Linked DNA regions of Oryzias latipes: region 2 is linked to region 1. A link is a contact called in public Hi-C data. All regions are on one chromosome and are shown on one strand. The core of a region is the stretch at or near the end of the contact, and the rest is flanking DNA. Distances in the headings are between cores, read along the strand shown. Region 1 holds the start of prkca (protein kinase C alpha type). Region 2 holds the start of cacng4 (voltage-dependent calcium channel gamma-4 subunit).

Region 1 (6,864 bases), core at 3,059-5,558:
ATGTCTAAATTCAAAACAAACTGCAATCTTGCTTAAACAGCAGGCGACAAAATCATACAAACTGCTTGTGTTCTCACAGGAAGCAGTAAAGTAATCCCATAATCCCTTTTTAAAGAGGTATCTAGATTTTGAAGAACATCCTGAACATTTGTGTGTCGTGGGGCTTGATGATCCACTCATGGTGGGTTTTGTGGTTATTGTGGTTATTCCATCCTACAAATCATGAAATGGTATTAAAGAAAAGCGCCCAAAACTGGGTATGCACCTTTACTTATTAAATTTATAAATATCAAGAAAAGAACCTGAAACTACCAAACACAAAACAGAAATGTGACTAGAGGCCGTGTCACACAGCCGCTTCTTACATTTTGTGCATTTTCCTGGTACGAAATTCCGGTCTTTCGTATTTCATGCGTTACATTAGCAATTCATAGCCGTTTCTTACGTTCGTCATTCGTCGATGTAGGCAGATGTCCGTCAAAGGTTTCGGCCGACGGGTCTTTACGTGAATTTGGTGTTTAGCTGTTCAGATTTTTGGTCGGTTGAAAATCACGCAGTTTACGTGTATTTTACATAGTTTACATGCATTTATTACGTGAATCTTACGCAATTGTGCGTGATTTTTGCAAGATGTATACGGACATTTGTAGCTTTCCCTGACCATTCTATGTATGTCTAACTGACTTTTTACGCATTCCGCCGATGAAAAGTTTTTATAACGCGTATACGGCGTACATATAAACAGCGCAATAATCACGCATTGTTGTGTTTTCCGGGTTTCATCCCAGGGAATTTCAGTCAATTTTGGGCCAGATTTGGCTTTTACATGCATTCACGTGTTCTTTGTTTGGTTCATTCATACTTCTTTTATGGTTTTAACGTGGATCATTCGTGACACATCTGTGAAAATTTAACACAGACCACAACTTTTTTCACTTTTTTCCACGTATATATTCACTTCAGACCCATTTTTATCCGTGCCATATGTGCAAAACGTACATAGAGGCTGTGAGACACGGCCTTCAGTGTTAACACATGAAGAAAATGAATGAATGCTAGAAAAAAAGAAGGTGCAGACTTTATTGTTCACACTCGCACAAAGCACTAAATGCAAAGAGGTGCAAACACACATATGTTGTACGTTGTTGTTCTTACCTTGGCACTGAAATCCTTGCTTTCCAAAGCCCCTGTGAAAAGAGAGAAGACACTGATTGGAGCATGCTCACATCAGGCAGCGTTTCTCTTTCATTCCAAGGACACACTGCTAAATGTTACAAAGCTTTCTGAAAAAGTACAGCCTCCTTGCAGTTCATTCTAGGAAAAACAGATAAGATATCGAGGTATTTGTTACACTAACTCAACAAATGAAAAAGCTCTCTAAAACTATCAAAACCTCGTGATTTAACGGTTAGTAATCACTTCCTTGTATGATGTGTGTCTTGGATGATTACATAGACACTTCCAGAAGACTCATATTGACTGTGTTACTAATGTTTAATAGCTGGTTTCACTTCTTTTTGTATACAGGGAAGTTCATGTTCACTGACTGCCATGCCAGACCCAATCATCATCCTTCCACCTCCGTGCTTCACACTTGATGCACGGTAGTCAGGATCTTGGCAGGAATTCCAACAAACATCCTGCAGCTTCTGCTGAAACATTTATACAAAGAAAATCCTGCAGCCCTGAGCTCCACAAACACGACCTGCTGTGTGAAAAGAAGTTTTTTCATCATCGACCCTGCAACAAGCCACCAAGCATGTCCAGTTGATTCCATTAGTACTTTATTTGCTACGTTCACACCGGGCTCGGGAACACGCCTTTGGGCGACTACTTTTGATGAATTCACGTATATGCAGGTTTTGGGGTTCCTGGTACAAAACTCTCACATTCAAAACTACCCAAGTTTTTAAGACGGTTTTTGGGCTCTACGTACAGAAAGGGTGGTCGGTCATTGATGTCAAAGGTTAAACCAGTTGAACTTTGATCAATCAGGGGCTCAGATTTGGCAGTGACATATTTTTCAAAGCACAGAAGTGCTAACCGGTTGAAAAATTGACCACGAAGGAGAAATTAATGATTGCGGTTTGTGTGCGGCTGGAATTATATGGCACCAAGTTTATCGAATATCGGATAAGAGCAGTGGGGGGAAAAAAGCCTGAAGCAAGTTTCATCCGATTTGCGATAAGCCTCTTCCAAGTGCAAGTACACGCGCCAGACTCGGGTCGCGACAGTCCAGTGTAATTACCGTATGCTAAGAGCGCCTTCAAAAACTCTGGAAGGCGCCACACATACCTGGTGGGTACATCGCATTTGAACAGGCTGGCTGAGATGCTGCAGGGAGATGAAACCCTCTTAGGTTCTGGTTACTCCATCCCATCCCTGAAGATTGACTGTCTTATGAACCAAACCTCTTTCTTCAAAGAGACCATTGCTTCAGTCTTTTCCCTCCTACCTAAACCTAAAATTAATTATGTAACTATCCCCAAGTTTGATTGTATGAATGCATAACTGATGATTGTAATGTTTTTGTGTACCATTCTTATTTGATTGCTTGAAATAAACCAATTCAAATCAAAAATCTAAAATAGTTCTACTTTCATAAAGATGCTCTTACAAGCAGCCCTGATTTGAACTCAATGGAAGATATTGGAGATGAATGAGATCCAACTGCATTAATACCCTCTTAGCTGCACCAGAGAGGGCATCACTTTCAATAGGGGTGTAACAATTATGTTCCAACCATTCAACCAAATCGATCCGCCTGCGGCAAGTTACAATCAAATCGACTCTAACTGACCTATGCCAAAAAAAAAAAAGTTTACAAACGAAATAAATTGATTACATTGATAATGGAAAATACCGTTTGTGTCGAGACACGGTAGGTTTATTATACTATGACGTAAAGACATGTGACCATACAGTGTCTAGAATGTTCTAATAATGTTCCCTTTGGAACATTTGGATGTGGAAAAACAGTGGAAACTAAAATGTGAATGGATTTGCCATTTCATTTTTCATTTGCACTTGATTCTTTATCTCTGAGTCACACTGGTTGAATATATTAAAATGATTTTAGGTCAGTGAATCAAATTGTTCCAAAATGAACCAAAACTGACAAATCATATCGTCAACCACAAATTAGGATATGAAATGAATCGTTGTTAAAATGAATCATTACAGCCCTAGTTTTCAATCATCCAGGCTGCAGTAAACAGCTCCCCCCTAATTTTACAAAAAAATAAATAAAAAAAAGGAGATTGTTGTTTGAGTTAACGTTTCAGATTCTTTGCACTAAGGAGTACCGGTAGTGTTTAGGAGGCCACAAGGTCACAACGTGAGCCTGTCAATGATCCATGCCACCAGCAATAAAGGCCAATACACCACCCACAGTCAACAGAAAAAGCCATAAACAAAAGTTCAGCTCCTCCCTGAACAAAAAAAATGAATGTTTGGAAAATGTTCATAAATTAGACTGACATCTGTCTTGAAAAATGCAGGGGGGGGGTTGAGTCTGCCGTGCTTTGCAAATCCCTTCCTACACATGTGTCTGAGAAACAAAACCCAACAGTCTACACGCCCACCACGCACTGCACACCTCAACAGTTGCGTAGCTCCAGCCCCCACTGAAGCACCAAACTGACAACTCCTTCATCAGGACCTCAAGACAGAAACAGGCTTCTTCTGCAGTGACAAATCTGCAGAAACTCTGTTCTCTCCCACTGACAAGGGGCCAGCTGTTGTGACAGCAGAACTCCTCCCACATGGTCGCTGGACAGACGGACAGAGGAGCCGCAGATGAGCTCCAAGGAAAAGCCTGACTCCTGTCTGGAGCAACAAGGCTTTCGGGGGTGCAGAAGGGGACAGAAGGCTGAAGCTGCATCATGCGGGGCTGAAGTTATCCGATATGCAACAGGCGGCGGCAGTCAGGGGGGTGGAGGAGGTGGGAGGCTTACCAGATGAAGTCGGTGCAGTGGCTGCAGAAAGTCGGCTGCTTGAAGAACCTGGCTATGAACTTGTGGTCCTTCACTTCGTGGACGTTTTTCTGCCTCAGCGCACCTTTTCGGGCAAACCTGTTGGCTACGTCCGCGGTGGACGACTCGTTAAAACTTCCATCGGCCATGTCTCCCTGAAACGCTTCGCTCCCTCAGGGTTCGGGGTCAGTCGGTCCGCGGGGATGCGCTTCCTTCGGCGTGGAGGCTCGGACTGCGGAGCGACGGTCTCCGCTGAAGGCTGGCAGAATGCGAGGGCTTTCCCTCCCGCTCGATACCACCGGGCTGTTCCACTCACACAAATGACAGCCCCGCTTCCGTCAAGCGCAACGTTCTCAGCGTTTCCGCATCCGGTCACAAACCTTCAAAGTAAAAGTCCGACCTAGCGTTTCTTGGTTTTCCTTTATAAATGTTATTTATTTTTTAAAATGACAAAAATGTGTAAATATGATTTGTGCGAGTTGAAATGGGTCTTTGAGTGACCTTAATCTTGTCCATTTTTGCGTAAAGGCCTGTAGTTTTCATATTTTTTATTTAATTTTTAGATCACATTGTATTTTATAAACAACACTTTGGGGTTTAATGTACTATTTTTAATCACAACATTTTCTTGTTTAAGTGTTTAAGTTTAAGAAGAAGTTTTGCTTTTCGGTAAAAAAAAAATGCTTTGCTTGGCTTTTTTTTAATTATATTTTTTTAAGGTTTCAACAAAGATCTAAAGCCTTATCTAGTGACATAAAAAAAACATTTTCAATTATTTTCTAACCCTGAACAATATGAGGTAACTCCATAGAACAATGATTGACTTGTTTATAAAATGTCATAAGCACAAAGCAACTTATGGAAGATATTTTTTGTCCAACCACAAACCAAGCAATCAAGAAGCTGTTCTGTTTCTAAACAGAGCAAAGAAACTTCTAAATAGTAAAGTATTGTTGTTTTACTATATTTTCACTATTGTACATACATTTTGGAGAGTTGATAAAATTGTTACAATAACCCACATTAACACAATGATTTTACACCCCTAGGAAAAAAAATCACCATTTAATTCTCCGATCACAAATCAATAAAAATAAAGTACTTTCAATTACGTAAAGTACTTTCAATACTTGAATAGTATGGTCAGAAGTCCGGTCCGGCTGGAATCTGCATCTCCATCCAGATCCTCAGCACAAGGAACCTCTGACCTCTCTGCATAGGCAGTGCAAGGAGCTGCAGAAGATTTAGTCGATTTTTTGACCAAAAAATAAATAAAAATGCTGGGACAATTGTTTAACTTCCCTTATAAAACCAATACAGATCATTTTAAACAGATATGTTTAAAAAAAAATCTATTTTCCAACCTTAGAATAGATTGGGCGTGATGTAATATTCTGTATTTTTATTGCATTCGTCCATAAATAAGTATTACTAATATTTCTGAAGGTTTTTATTCAGATACTTATGATAATTAGCTGGACTTTAAACATCTGCTTACGAAAGTGCATTTGTTCATCATCACAGATGCTGCTGCAAAGCAGCCCTCAGTGTAAAAACACAAAAACAACTAATTCATTGATCTTTAAATCTTTATTACAAAAACTCATCTGAATATTTGCACTTTGTTTGGATGAATAAAGAATATATGAAATCCTAAATGCAATATTTTGGGAAATTCTTGCAAAATAAATTTGCTCAATTTTTATTAGAAGTTTAAGTACTTTAATCCACACAAATCCTCCGGGTTTTGTTAGCATTGAACACATCTGAGAATAAAAAATTGGTATTTTAAAATGAAAACACCGTTTCCGGTTAGGAACGCATGAACCATTAATAACTTGACGAGGTTTCGCTCCTGTTCCTCCCTCTGCTCAGGCTGATGTCACTCAACAGGATCTGGCGGAAGGGAGAGGAGGCTCCTTGTCCACTGGAGGAAACCAGTCTTATGGCGCCATCTTGTGGACAAATTCCATAATGAAACTCTTGTTTCCATTTTTTCCTTTTCTTGTGGGGTCCAGATGACCCCACTCCCAACGTTAACGTGCCTTGGAGGCAGATGGTCATCTGGACCCCACAAGACAACCTTTCTTCTTCAATGATTTGTGATCTTCACTGGCGTCCCTGGATTACATGAAATCCTCTTTGTTTTTGATATGTTTTAATGACTTTTTTCTTGTATTTGAGGACTACAGGAAGGAAGAGACCAATTTAATCATTGAATTTCAATGTCCATCCACTGCAGGGGATGATAAGTATAATAAAACATTATAGATGTGCAGCCCAGTCATATCTGGAAGTTTAGGCATTTTAAGCCTCCTTGTTCAATAAAGTAAAGACAAAGGGAGTCTTGACTTTCGGTTTTTCCAGATAAAACATACCAAAAACTTTCTAATTTGTGGGAAAATATCCAGGAGGAGGTGGTAAAAGTATGTTTTTAAATCAGAGTAGCTGTCAAAGGAACAGGCAGGCGGCTGGTTCCAAATGCAGCAGGTTTATTAGCTCAGCTAAAAGTCCACAAAACTAAATCAGGGTCAGGCATGCAGGAATCAATAATGAGCATGAGAGCATCAGCGAAGAGACAGGGGTAGTCAGGATCCAGGCGAGAGCCAGGGCAGGAAAACTAAGTCAGAAACAGAAACTTACATCCAAATACACCGCTCAGTAATGAAGGCCAAGTGGCAGAAACAATTCTTCACACTGAGTGAGGCTCAGTGCAGTCCTTAGACTGTGATTAAGTGAGTGAATGAGAGTCAGGTGTGTGGCATCCAGGAAGTGCACGCTGTGGTTGCTGGGAAATTAAGTTCATTCAGTACTCTGGAGATGGTTCCCGCTGGTGACCAGAGGGGGGGACAGAGCTCTGACTTCTGACAGTAACTTTGGCAATATGTTC
Region 2 (6,864 bases), core at 2,400-4,899, 220 kb before region 1:
GAAGTCTGCCACTGAAGGAGCTGTTCAGTGCCTCCACTGTCTGATGTAGTGGGTGAGAGGTTTTGTCCATGATGGATGTTAACTTGGTCAACATCCTCCTTTCCCCCACTTCCTCCACAGAGTCCAGTGGACAGCCCAGGACAGAACTGGCCCTCCTGACCAGCTTGTTAAGTCTTTTCCTGTCCCGTTCTGTGCTGCCTGCTTCCCAACAGGCCACAGCGTAGTGGATAACAGAGGCCACCACAGAGTCATAAAATGTCCTTAAGAGAGGCCTGCACACTCCAAAGGACCTCAGTCTCCTCAGAAGGTGGAGGCGACTTTGGCCCTTCTTATACAGGGCATCGGTGTTGTGAGTCCAAAAACAAGCTGTAAGAGGTGAAGTTTACCCCCGAAAGCATGCTTTAACTTATGACGATCAGCATATACCGCTTTTCTTTGCCTCTTCAGTCGAGGTCTGTGCGGGTTCTGTAGCCGTCACCATGACAACGTGTCACACACCGCATATCAAATAATCCTGTCTTATGTGAAGAAAATGATTCAAACCTACATAAATAACAAGTTTAAAGTAGTAAAAATGGATTGATTTTTTTTTTGTAAGTGACCATGGTATAAACGGAATAACACCTTTCGAGGTGTGCCTTATCAGAAATGAATGAACTTCACGGAAGCTCCACATCAGACGGTTCAGGCTTTTGCTCGTCTATTAATTTCTGATAATGCAGAACTCGTCGGGCATTATCCTTTACATAATAGATAATAGTTGTAGCATTATAGCATTGTTTGGGATTAACTCTGTTACGAACTACAAAGTTGCATATTGATGACATCACAGGAGCCAGCGGTGCAGAGACACTGAGAGCGGAGTAAGACACGATTTCAGCTGAGATCAAATAAACTTTCCTGCAAGTAAAGTGTTGGACTTGTTTTATTTTTGAGAATATGGCAATAGTTATACAGTAGATTAAAAATGAGATTGATGCGATTTAATGCGCTAATTTGTCTGTAATTAATTAGTCGCGATGATTTGACAGCACTATCTTAAATATTTAAATACCCGTCTGATTCTTCAGTGCAATCACTGTGGATGGACTCCACACAAACCAGATAAAGGCTAAGGCCAGAGAGTTTAAAGATTACATGAAAAATAAATATATGCACAGAAGGTTAGTCCACTAATAATAGGAGGGGGCCACAGCATAATGAGAGTGCAGAATGAGAGTGAGCTCACCAGAGGAGGTATCTCCCCAGAGCCCATCTGTCAGAGTTACAGAAGTCGATCTTTTATTACTCAGCATAGCTTCACCATAGCAACCTCCCTCTAGCAACCCAGAATCCCATCTCCAGCTCCACTTCTCAGAGGACGCCTTTGACATCTTACTAATGTATTCACCACTCTACACGCGCACGTACACACACCGCAAAAAACAGAATGAAGCTTTTGTGATTCATAGAAGCTGCAGAATCACTTCAAGAAAAACAAATCAGGAAAACGTAAACCGTCTAAAGTCAGAATTGTTTCCAGCATACTAAGAAGAAACTGGCACGTCTACTATAGCTGAGAAATCTTTATTGTTTCTACAAAAGCTTTTTCAGAAAATTTTCCTTTTTCCTTTATAGTTCCTTTTGAAGAATTGCTACATTGCCAGTGAACCGTTCACTTGTTGAGCCAAATGGGTCACAGGTAAGATCACCGTTTGGATGGATTAGTCAGAACCTGCAGACCAATTATTTTATGCTGCTCAATTTAACAAAACAACTGCCTGCAGGCTGTGAAATCTCTTAACCAAACCGTTTAACCGCAAAACGACAAGTAGTCTTGGCAGAATGTGAAAGAAGAACCTGATTTAAAAACCTTTGCAGTGGATTGAAGAAAGACATTTAAGGGTTGTTGAAAGTTTATCAGCATGTGAGTGAAAGAACAACGAGCAAAACAGTCTGCAGCACTCACATTTCCATACTTGGGAGATGTGAGTGATTCTTAAGGATCCTCAACAAACCATTCCGACTCTTGCAGCCATATGAAAATTCCAGGTCAACTGCAGACTTAAAGCCGGGGATCATCTACCTGAGAGCTAAGCAAGTGATGGCTCCATGCATTAACCACCAGCTGCAACAATGTCAAAGGGCTCTCCATGTCTGAAGATGCCACTTCCATGCCTTCTGCGTTCGCAATCACGAGGATCAAACAGGATTCTAGCATCTGCTTTGTGATTTCACAGATTTCTTCCACTAAACAAGCACAGAAGAGTGCCTGCACCTGGTTGGCTCCAAATGCGCACAGACATCAGATCAGGCAACGTTTTACACAAGTTTCCTCCGTTTTTTCACCAGAGAAAGACAGAGATTGGGAGAATTTGGGATTCTTCGCCACAAAAGACAAAGAGGAGCAAACAGTAGACTTCTTTCTTCTGGTTGATTTAATTGACATTGCTTTGTTTACTGCGCGCGCTCTATGCGCAGACGCTTCCATCCACATCATATGATATAATCGACCTGTTGTCCGAACGCAAGACGCCCAACCCCAAACCCCCACAGGCAAGTTAGCAGGGGACCAAACAGCTTTTCTCCAGAGCTCTACTGTTATCATCTTCATCACATCAACCTTTACTGCAGAAATCGAATTGTTTCATGGAAAACTAAAGAAGAATGCTTTTCTGAAGAGACTGTGTGCTTTGATCTGAGCTTTTTCATCTTTTTACAGACCGCAAGGAGGAAAAGAAGTGATGCAAGCTCGTCTTTACGCGCGGATGACGCGAGCTGTGCGCAACAGTTTTTCAGTGTTTTTGAATTTATGAAAATCCAATCTATTTATTACAATTCCCTAAAAAAAAGGTGTGGCTGCTTTCAGTGCGTCATTCTGCAGAGTCACATCACAAAAATCCTAACTTCCAGATGTTACATGAAGCCATTCAAAGTTCTCACCGTGATAAATAGACGGTACAGTTGAGGCTTCCTAATGTGAGATGTTTTTTCTTTCGTTTCTTTTTTACCTTCAATACAACAAATCCTCCACAGCCCGGAGTGCGTCAGGTCGCCTTTGACTTTCCTGGTCTGCATTTGGCCGTCGTCGGTGGTCACGTTGGTGGCGTTACAGATGTACGCCCGGGAATACAGCCAGTAGTCGGTGCCGATGGCGATGGTCATGAGGCCGAAGGCGGTGAAGGCTCCCGCGACAGCCAGCACAGTCTGAACCCCGCGGTCACACCATGCCATGGCGGCTCATAACGTGAGGATCCTACTCCGCGTGGGGCCACGAGCGCATGATGGCACAAAGGAGCGCACGCACGGGAGCGCGGCGGAGACCCTTTGCGGCCGGCTCTGCCTTTATTCTGGCTCCTCTTCTATGGGAAGAAAACTTTAGTCCGAATTCATCCAGACTCTTTGTGTTCACTCATCAACGCGGCCACAGGTGGAAGCGAGGAGAAACCAAAACTGCAGAGAGAGACGATCCTCAAATAGAAAGTTCAAAAGAGAAATGAAACGGTGTTCAAAATAAGTGAAAGGGTCTCAGGAAGCTGGGATTTTTTTGTTTAGGTTTGCCTGATGTTTGACTCTAAACTGAACAATAGATGAAGCATCCGAGAGCCACGCCCTCCTCCGCAGTTACAGCCAATCAGACGCGAGGAAGAGAGCCGCGGCAGAAACAACAGAAAGTGTGTATATATATATATATATATATATATATATATATATATATATATATATATAGATAGATAGATAGATAGATAGATAGATAGATAGATAGATAGATAGATAGATAGATAGATAGATAGATAGATAGATAGATAGATAGATAGATAGATAGATAGATAGATAGATAGATAGATAGATATAGATATATATATATATATAGATATATATATAGATATATATATATAGATATATATATATATATATATATATATGTCTGTGTGTGCTTGTGTGTGTGTGTGTGTGTTGTGTGCGCATACACAAATTTGTCATATAGGGTGGAGAGGTACAAAAACCAGATCTACACAAAAGAAAAGGTGAAATAACTAATTTTTTTATACGAAACGATGAGAAATAAGAAAAAAAAAGAACTCATTTCTTCTAGGTTTTTTTGTTTATGTGATGAATCCTCATATATGTAAGTAATATTTGAAAAATTGTAACCACATTAAATTTATTAAATTTTTATTGTTTATTTTAAAAAGCGCCCAATGTCAGTCTTCAATAGGATTTAGATGCTTCAGTGAGGATACTTCAGAACAGTCAAATGTATTGTTTTTTGTCTTGTCCTGGCTGTTTCAGTCTCAAAATGTCATCCTATTAATACAGATTTAAGACATCCTGCATCAGATGCAGCAAAGCAGCCCAGAGCATCACCACACCTCCTCCGTGTTTCACAGACGGAAATGATTTATTAACAGGCTTCATTACATGTGACAGTAAACCAAGGCTTATGTTAACATGGGCTTCGTACATCTCTGAACAAAGTTAAAGTCCCGTCAGTTGGGGCACATGAGTGATACAGTATTTGCTCACTACATTTGTCGCATCCCTGGGGGTGGGGACGGGGGGAGTAATCTTTGTAATCTTGCTGACTGCTCTCAACCAGAATTCGTTTGTATTGTTTGTTTGTGTTTGTTTGCGTCAATGAAGTAGGACATTCATGTTACACAAAGATGCACTTTCAAGCGTTTTGAGTGTCATGCAAACTCCCTCCACAGTCACTTTGCTCAGTTCTCAGTTTATGTTGCAAATAGCAGGAAACTCTCCTTAGTTCTTGATAGTTTTGTCTGCATGTTCCTGGCCTTAAAGCTGCATTTGCACGCTTAACCCTCGTGCTATCTTAGGCACTTTAACATTTGGAGCGGGGTCATCTAGACCCCATAACACAGTGGGCTGAGCCTTTTTTCTTCAATGATTTATAATTTGCACTGATGTCCATGGATTAAATGAAATCCTCTTTACCTTTATCCACCTTTGTCATGGTAGGAATAACACGTCAATGTAAGTAAATCAAGAAAAAAGGTTCAGAGCACTGTCTAGTGGGTCTAGATGACCCAACTCCCAACATTAAAGTGCCTAGGATTGCACAAAAATTGTCACCTAGCTGTTTATTTCTATGGGCTTTAGGCTTTTTGAACCAGCGGGTACTTCCTGATTGGAACGCGAGGGGAGAAGGGTCTCTCTGTCCAGTTCTCTATGCACAGTCAATGCTAGGAACCCTTACCAGGAACCCCTAGGAATGCCGGGCCTGCTCTATTGAAAGATCTTCGCGTCATGCCTTTGACTTACCAAAAGCATGATCCGAGGATCCGTGTGAGTGCATTCAGCAGGGCCCACAGCACCTCCACTCTGGGCCCTTGGTTAGACTTGGCATGGTTGTGTGAGTGAGAGTGGGACTGTGAGTGGCCCTTGTCCTTTGACTACAAGGGCCCTTGACCTCACTAAGGGCCCTCTCGCACAAGACAGCCCCTAGATGACCCAACTCCCAATGTTAAAGTGCCTAGGATAGCACAAGGGTTAAGAGAAGGACTTCTACAAACAACAAAAATCTTGGAAGAAGTTTCCTGAGCATTGATACAAGGATTTTCATTTGAGGTTGATTCAAAATTTTGTTAAATAAAAGGTTTTCAGAGTCGTATTCAAGATATACTTATTCATAAAAGTCAAAAGTACAATCTGAAAGCCAGTATGACATCTTCAGCATAAAGTCAGTGTTACTACAATCACCAATAGTAACGGTTGGCTTTTCAAATTAGTGATAATTTGACACGAGATGCAAATGAGCATGCTAATTATTATTTATTGTACCTTGTAAAGCACTTTGTGGTATTAACCTGTAAAATGTGCAATGTCAATATTTTTTTCCAGCTTTGCAAGTGTGCAGGGAGCCATGTGAAGCCACAGCGCTCCGATCTATTCTCCAGCCTTTTTGACTTATACTTTTATTAGCTTCACACATATTAATAGTAAAATCCATTCAACATGGCACATACAGTGAATAGTAATAATAAGAACAATAATAGCAACAACATCAAAAATCACAAAGACCCATATATAGGGAAGGAGGAGGCAGAAGCTTTTTTTAAATGAAGACCTGTCCCTATTAAAAAGAAAATAGAATAAATAAAATTACAAAAAGAAAAACAAAATATATATATATATATATATATATATATATATATATATATATATATATATATATATATATATATATATATATATATATATATATATATGGATACATTTTCAGCATACCAAAAAACTACATTTATATAGTTCAACAGTCTAATTCATGTTAAACAACTAGTACTACAATTTATGTTTTAATAATTCTGTATTATGCCCATATCCTTTGTTTGTAAGTATATTTTAACCTCTTGGATGTACTTTTTCTAAAATCTACGCTGTTCTAGATTTTTGATCCGCACACGGAGAAAGAACATCTGCGGTTGGTTCGTGCTTTCGTGCAGCTCGTCAGAAGTCTCACATCGCTGCATCAAATGTCATTTCACTCCTGATTGGTTCCATTTTGGTAAAGTTGGTCATTTTTGGTCTAATCTGTAGTAGGTGAGAGATGAAGGAAATTAAGCAGCTACTTAACATACATTGAGAATAACAAACATAAATGAAGACAGCTTAAGGTAATAAACAACTTGCTGGAACAAGATGGACACACAAAAAAGTAAAGTGCAGAGTCACATGGAGATGTAACCTGTGCTTATTTGCATCTTTTTCTATCACATAGTAAATCTTCAAAGGCTTCATCAAACAATACTGTCTGTACAGTACTGACTTCTTGGTTCTTTTGTGATCAGACATGGGTTGTGTTAAAGTGCCTGAGATAGCACAAGTGTTACAGTCATAATAAAGCCAGATTTATTTATTTTTTAA

Evidence for each region. Hi-C and Micro-C count contacts between places; a contact is called where the count stands out from the background.
Region 2: a contact with region 1 is called in a Hi-C map of fibroblasts, with 2.6 times the contacts expected there. The contact joins the promoter of cacng4 here to the promoter of prkca in region 1. A contact is called at or near these places in 2 of 5 Hi-C or Micro-C datasets (embryo and fibroblasts).

The regions. Positions count from the first base shown.
Region 1 is chr1:30,975,319-30,982,182 of ASM223467v1, reverse strand. prkca (protein kinase C alpha type) reads right to left here and starts at 4,308. Exons shown (of 18, transcript XM_023960406.1): 1 at 3,957-4,308; 2 at 1,156-1,187. The coding sequence starts at 4,123.
Region 2 is chr1:31,196,144-31,203,007 of ASM223467v1, reverse strand. cacng4 (voltage-dependent calcium channel gamma-4 subunit) reads right to left here and starts at 3,649. Exons shown (of 4, transcript XM_023960429.1): 1 at 2,991-3,649. The coding sequence starts at 3,213.